Linked DNA regions of Mus musculus: region 1 is linked to region 2. Evidence: chromatin contacts called from public HiChIP or PLAC-seq data. All regions are on one chromosome and are shown on one strand. Each heading gives the region's core, a stretch centred on a gene start, on an enhancer-like site or on the middle of the called end of the contact. The rest is flanking DNA. Distances are from core to core; before and after follow the strand shown.

Evidence for each region. HiChIP or PLAC-seq counts read pairs in DNA pulled down with a chosen protein or histone mark.
Region 1: a contact with region 2 is called in an H3K27ac HiChIP or PLAC-seq map of large pre-B cells, with 4 times the contacts expected there. The contact joins the promoter of Kif17 here to the promoter of Rap1gap in region 2. A contact is called at or near these places in 2 of 39 promoter capture datasets (both in liver), 4 of 115 datasets of contacts at active chromatin or transcription factors (embryonic stem cells, large pre-B cells, neural tube and 1 more) and 1 of 9 other capture datasets (embryonic stem cells).

The regions. Positions count from the first base shown.
Region 1 is chr4:138,260,900-138,264,472 of GRCm38.p6, reverse strand. It overlaps Kif17 (kinesin family member 17), which reads right to left and starts at 2,222. Exons shown (of 15, transcript NM_010623.4): 1 at 1,740-2,222. The coding sequence starts at 1,970. Sh2d5 (SH2 domain containing 5) reads right to left here. Exons shown (of 10, transcript NM_001099631.1): 10 at 3,505-3,573.
Region 2 is chr4:137,705,477-137,708,939 of GRCm38.p6, reverse strand. It overlaps Rap1gap (Rap1 GTPase-activating protein), which reads right to left and starts at 1,473. Exons shown (of 24, transcript NM_001379234.1): 1 at 1,280-1,473. The coding sequence starts at 1,354. Rap1gapos (RAP1 GTPase activating protein, opposite strand) reads left to right here and starts at 2,334. Exons shown (of 2, transcript NR_138594.1): 1 at 2,334-2,418.

The sequences.
Region 1 (3,573 bases), core at 973-3,472, 550 kb before region 2:
ATGCCCGCCTCTCCCCTATAGCCTTGCACCTTCCTGCCTGGCCTCCTCCTGCTGGGCTCATTTTACACTTGATCCCCTCTGTTCTCCCTTCCATCCCTTCCAAGGTTTGCCGGCCTCCCCATGCTGTCCCTCCCCCACTTGCCACCAAAGATTGCTAACTTAGCATAGCTGAACTCAACTCTGACCTTGAGCTTAGTGAGGGCAAGTCATATCTCCTTCACATCCCCTCCTGTGCTGAGTCTGGGGCTCAGAGTGGAGATGCTAATGTTTCGTCTCACAGAGGGGTGAATGGATTAATGAATGGATGGATGTCAAATCTGTAGTCTGGGGAGTGTCCAGAGATAGGTCTGCACAGTGGGACTCGGAAGTGGAAGAGAGATCCAAGAGGTCTGTCACTGTGCCCTTAGTGTCTTCCTCTCTGGGTAGGCCTTGTCCAGACACTGCATAATCCACAAGAAGAGAACAGAGGCCTCACCCTGAGCAAGGCTGACAGCCCTAGACAGAAGCAAGGCTGAGGAGGAACACACGTTCAAATAGTCAAGGTGTCATCTCTAGATAGAGGGAGGCGAGTGCTCTGCAGGGTCCCTGGGACAGAAGTAGGACTGAAAGCTCCCAGGAGGCCTGAGTGCGTGGGACACTCTGGAGACCAAGAAACAAAAATGGAACAGGCTGCTTCCAGGGCACGAGCTACAGCCACTTAAGACATGCAAGCAAGGGCGAGGCCTTTACTCGATGGAGATTCAAACACCCGAGAAGCAAGAGGGACTGAATCAGATGAAATCTCTGATTCCTTCTAGCCTAAAAATCAGGTCAACAGGATGATAGCGGAGCTACCCTCAGAGCCTTGGACTGCTCCCTTGGGGCAGCTGTTCCTTGCCTTCTGAGTATTCAGAGGGCACCACCTCTGGTCAAGTGCTCTGTGGTCTACATTATCAGTCAGAAAGCCTTTGGAGTGGGGTCAGAGTTCAGCAAAGCAGAGATGCATGCTTGACCCTAAGTTCTAAGGATGCGTCTCTATTCCTGGCTCAGCACCACACAGGCTGGAGGCTTTGAAACACATCTCAATAGGCAGGAGAGGCAGAAGAGATGAAAGAGCCTGCCAGTCAAAATAGAAAGCATCCGTGTTAAATATTTTGGGATTTCTTTGCATAAGGGTTTCTCCAAACCTCAGATACTGGAGCACATGGAAGCACCACACTGTTTCTTTCTTGGAAAGACAAGTGTTTTCTCTACTACTCAAACGAGAAGAGTTCAAACATGAGGATTTTGCTTGTGGGGTTGAAATGGGGGCAAGTGTGAACAGAGGAGAGAAGACTCCTGGGACGCTTAGGAGGGAAGGAGGCTGAGGAAAATGGCTGGAGCTTTCAGGATCCTACAGGTCTGGAATGAGGACAGAGGACCAGGAGTCTAGAGTCTTTGGTAATGGGGCTGCAAGCGATGCGGGTTAGGACAAGCAGGGACGCTGAGCAGTCCTGGGTCTGAAGTTCTGCAGAAAAAGCTGCAAAGGACGGGCATGTACCAGCTGGGGTGCTGGGTTCAGCTGGGAGGTTGCCACCACACTGGGGGCAGGTCCCCGGTGGATACAGTCAGGACAAGCCTTCAGACTAACCTGCCGCTATCTACCTGTGCCCGGAGCCTTCTCGCTTGGCTTTTGGGGTAGGGGCTGGGTTAACCCACCTATCCTGTCTCCACTTTCCGGGAGCCCCGAGCCTGGCCCTTCAGTCTCGGGACGCCCTCACCTCCACCAGCGGGTAGGCGATCTCGTTGTAGATCTGCTCGGTGAAGTGTTCTATGTAGTAGGCGCCATCGAAGGTGAACTGCTTTGGGGGTTCGTCCGCCGCTCCCGGGTTCTGAATGAAGCATTGGCCGCGCGCACTGTCCACCGTCACCACCGACTGGCAGCTCAGCTCGCGCTCGCGCTTGTTCATGGGTCGGCAGCGCACGACCACTTTCACTGACTCCGAGGCCATGGCTGCCCGGGGGCGTGGCCCGGTCCAGGGGGTGGAGCCAGAGCCCGCGCGGGGCGGGGCCTGGCGGCGGGGGCGGGGCCGCACCAGGGGGCCGGGACTCCCCGCGGGGCGCACTGGGTGTGGCAGGGGCTCGGCGGACAAGTGTGCGGGCTGGAACCCGGGCCGCCGCCTCCCGCGCCCGGGCTCGCCCGTCCCTGAGGCCGGGCCCGGGCGGGGAACGGGGGATCCGCGCTGCAGGCGCCGCCGCACGACCCGAGCCCCGGAGCTGGCCGGGTCACGCTCGCGCTCGTGCACGCCGTCTCGGCGTTCGCCGTTGCTGGGCAACCTCCGTGACGTCACAGGACGGAATGGCGAGTGCGAGGGAGAGCCCGGGTGCAGGGGATGCACCAGGCCGTAGGAACTACCCTATCCCATCCTCTGCTCTGTCTCACAGGCATCGCAGCTCCAGCCCAGTGAGGTTCAGCAACCCCGCAGAGGTAGGCAGGGTAAGACTTGGAGCCCACATCTGACTCCACTTCCCTTAGGGGTTACAGACTGAGAGGGACAGTCTGAGAGTGACAAGGACTTCACTGCCCCCTATCCACAGCCCTAAGAATTCATATTTTTAAAAGACGGGAAAACTGGGCCAGCAAGATAGCTCAGACAGTGAAAGGTGCTTGCTGCCATGCCTACATGGTCCCAGTCAATGCCCGGGACCCCACAAGGTGGAAGGACTCTTGTAAGCAGGTTCACACGCATAAATAAATATATTTGAAAAAAAAATTAAAAAGACAAAAAAAATTTAGGAGTTAATCTTTCTGTTGGAAAGGCCACACAGACTAACCTCCTGACCCAGTCTGTGCCACCAACCACCAAATTGCAGTGCTCCCATGAGTTCCTAGGCACAGAAACACCATCAGTCATTTGACAGGCTCTGGGAAGACAGCCTCTTGCAGTCTAGTAGGGGAAACTAACATTCGCATCTTCTCATACACACACACACACACACACACACACACACACACACACACACACATGCACCAAAGAATGACTACAAATGAGCCATTTCTGTGGGTCACCTTTAAAAGGATCCTCTGTTGGCTGGGGGGGCGACAGGAAAAGTATCTTGGATATAACTGGAGCTGAAGTTTGGTTTAGGCAGATGTGGGCTGTACAAAGCACCTACTACACTTTGCTGAGACGGTAAACAGATCAGAGTCTGAATTTTAATAAATTACATGTGTGTGCTCACGCGTGTGTGTGCATTTGTATGGATGCATGGATGTGCACCCAGTGTGGCGGTCAGAGGACAACTTACAGGATATGGGTCTCTCCTTCCACCACGTGGGACCAAGGGAACAAACTCAGTTTAGCAGGTTTGACAAAATGCACTGAGCCAGCTCACAGACCCATCTACTTTTTTCTCAAAGGCCCTCCCACGAAACCTCATCTCCTAATCCCTTCAGACCTCTCTGGACCCTGGTGGCCAGGACCTCGGTCCTATGCCAGCTGCAGTCATGTTTGACAGACAAAAGCAAAACAGGAAAACGACTTCTGCAGTCGACTGAAGAATGGGGTTTATTTGTCTCAAAGTGCACACAAGAGAGCCGTGGTGGTGGTCTGC
Region 2 (3,463 bases), core at 224-2,723:
AGATGCATACAGAAATCCATATGGAGTCTATGCACAGTAATTCTTGGAGACATTGCCTAACACACACATACACATGTTGGTGTTCTGAGTTACACACAACACATACTCAAGTCCATGTACCTGATATTCACACTTGTGCACACACCGGTGCAGGCCTGCACCCCAGTAACTGCACACAGACACAGGCATTCTCCTGGCTGAGACCAGGAGAGCACCGGCACGTGCAGGCTCAGCCAGGTGCTCAGGGAAACAGATGCAGAGTCCCAGGCGTCACTGCCAGGATCAAAGCATGCGGTGCAACAAACCCAAGCCAGCATCCCATATTGTAGACAAGAGTTCCGAGCAAAGGAAGAGGAATCAGGCAACTGCCAGGGTTGTTAAACCCCATGGGATCCTGAGCATCACCACCCATCACCACATATGCACAGTATGAAGTCACAAAACCTAAGCCCTTGTGCATACACTCTGAAGCCTACCTACAAAACAAGATCCAACCTGTAAAGTCCACTTCAGTAGTACCCAGGAGCCCCTGAGCCATGGGCACCTGTGGCCACACCCAACACCTCTGAGATTAGAAGAGCAGATAGCAATGACAGTTTGGCAGATAGCATAGACACACACCTATTGTCCAGGAAGGACAAACACACCTGTCAACGTGACAATGTCACAACAGTGCCACCATCCTTTCAGGGTCAGCCAGATAGTCTCTGACCTAAAGAGACCCAGCAAAGGGCTGAGGAAAAGAGGAGGTCCTACTTAAGGTGACCAAACAGCCAGCCACAACGAAACACCACACATGGCTGCACCAGAATCACAACCACATAAACACTGACACATGGCACTGTCACCCAGAGTGTGCACACAGAGCATCAAGTAACACCCACAGTTACAGCCCCACAGGCAACAGCAGACGCCCTGACACATGGCAAAGGAAGGCTGGGAGTGGTGTGGCCAGAAGCCGGGCATCCCACCTGGGGAAGAGCCACCAGAGTCACCCTATGATATCGCTCCATCTGTGTGGAAAAGGCAGCAGGCAGTCCCAACAACAGTTAAACACACACCCAGTGTCACTGCAGCCCATGGCCACAGTGTCCCTACGTCTGACCCAGGGGCAGCTTTGGAAAACACTAGGGTGCTCCGTGTAGTTCGGGTGTCAGTCCAAAAACATACACACCCACCGTGACGGGGTTCAGGCACAGACTGCCAGACTCTGGGTAGTAAGGCTGACTGATGGCCCTGGGTCCCCAGTCGGCCAGGCCGCCCCTGCCAGGGTCCTCACCTGCCAGCCGGCCCCCGCCGGCAACGAGCCCCTCCGCGGACGGCCATGGGGCGCTGGGGGCCGCGGCTGCGCCATCCCGAGCCCCAGCCCCGGCGGCGCTGTAAGCCGGCCCGGCCCGGGGCCCCGTAGCCCGAGCTCTGCGCTCCTGTCCCGCCCGCCGCCGCTCTGCCTTCTCTGGGCTCACCCTGCTGCCGGGCCCGAGGGGGCGGGGCGCCAGGTGCGGGAGGCGCGGAGGAGGGGCGGGGCGGAAGGCCACCACGCCCACTCGCGGGGCGGCCGGGCAAGGGGCCCAGGACACTGCGCCTGCGCGCGGGAAGCCTCAGGCACTTCTGTGAGCAGCTGTGTCTTCCCAGACTGGAGACCCTGCCTCTGGGCTTCAAGGACAAGGTTCTTGGGACAGCTGTGCCCAGGGAATGCAGGAGTACTGGAGATGGTGCTTAAGCACTTTCTTTGCTGGACCCTTTGCGTGTCTCACCAGATCGCCATAACCAAGGAGGTACAAATGTCTTCACTAGAAAATCATATTCCAAGAGGTGCAATAGCTTTTTTTGCTAGAAAACCCCGGGATCCCTGGAAGAGTCTGAAGCTGCAGAGTCTCTGGCACCTCCATTGGCTCAGTTTACCATCTGTAAATTACAAGGCTTCTGAAACGACACCCCCCACCCCCAACTTGACCCTGAAGTCCTTGTGTCTTAGGCTGGTGCAGCCAGTCTGCAGCAGGGACAGACCCCAAGACAGATGCTGGAGAAGTCTGGATGCTCTAGGGGCAGGACTGTCCTCCAGCTAGGGGCGGGGGGCAGATCTCCTACAGCTTCCCAGAAGTGCTGTCTACTACCCTCTGTCCCCAGGGCCAGGGAGCTCCTGAAAGGAAGGCAGGCAGCACTTTCCCTGCCCTCCCAGACCTGGCCCAGGGTCAGGTTTAGACCTAGAGAGCCAGCGGGAACACCAGAGATGTGCATTCCAGACACCGAGTAGCTTTGGCTTTAATAATTAACAACAGCAAATATTGATTTATGCAACCACTTCCAGGCCTGCACACTTCCGGGTACCCAACACAATGCAGCCAGAAGAGCATCTTTTCCTACCGTGGCCCTGGGGGAGGCCAAAGCTGCTCAAATCACCGGCGATATGTAGGCCAGGTAGAGTGGATGCCGCCTGCGTATGTGTCTAGGTCCTTATCTGTGTACATGTGTGTCTCCAAGGCTAGTCGTGGCTCTACGTGACATACTGCATTGCTGTAGCATAGAAGTACCCGTGGGTAGGAAGGGGTGGGTAGGGACGCCTGGGGGGGTATTTACTTTCTATCTCCTTTATGTGTTCATGAGCAAGTCTGAATACACTATAGATATATGTACTTGTGTCTGTCTGTCTGTCTGAATGTGGTCTGGCTCCCAGGTTAGGTATAGGTAGGCCAAGTATGCACATGTATGCAGATTTTACAGTCCCTGAGTACTGCAGAGGGTAGCTCGGTGTCTATTTAAATGTGGCTCCCCAAAGAAAAGAAAATACAACCCCTGCACAGCTCTGGGGACACAGTAATACTGATTATTTCCAAAGCACTTCCAAAGGCGCTGCCCAGTGACGAGCTGGCAAGGTCAATAGAGAAGACACTCTCAGCCATGCAATGGTGACACACACCTTTAGTCCCAGAACTCAGGAGACAGAGGCAGGTAGATCTTTGTGAGTCCAAGGCCAGCCTGGTCTACAGAGTGTGTTCCAGGACAGCCAGCATTACACAAGGAAACCCTGTCTTGAAAAACTAAAGAAGAAGAAGAAAGAGAAGGAGGAGGAGGAGGAGGCAGAGGAGGGGAGGAGCAACAGTAGCAGCAGCAGCTGTCTACTCTATGTTAGAGGTGGGACTTGCCCTTAGGTACAGGGAGGTTACATGCCCCTCAAACTGGTTCCAGTATCATTGTAAATATGTAACAGAATAGGGTATTGAGGAAAACTGGAGAGTATCCCAGGCAGGTTCCCTCAGCTCACCAATAGCCTGCTGGAAATCCAAATGAGTCACTCTGGGAGCTGGTTTCAGTTCACAGAATGGGTCCTAGTCTGGAGGAGGGGTGCACTGTGGGGCTGTGGCGGTCTGAAGCTCACTGTCTGCGCTGCGTTAGCATGATTGGAAAGTGGGAGCCAACTGGGTGGAGGCCAGGAGGCTGAAGGATAGCGGCTTCCTTGGTAACT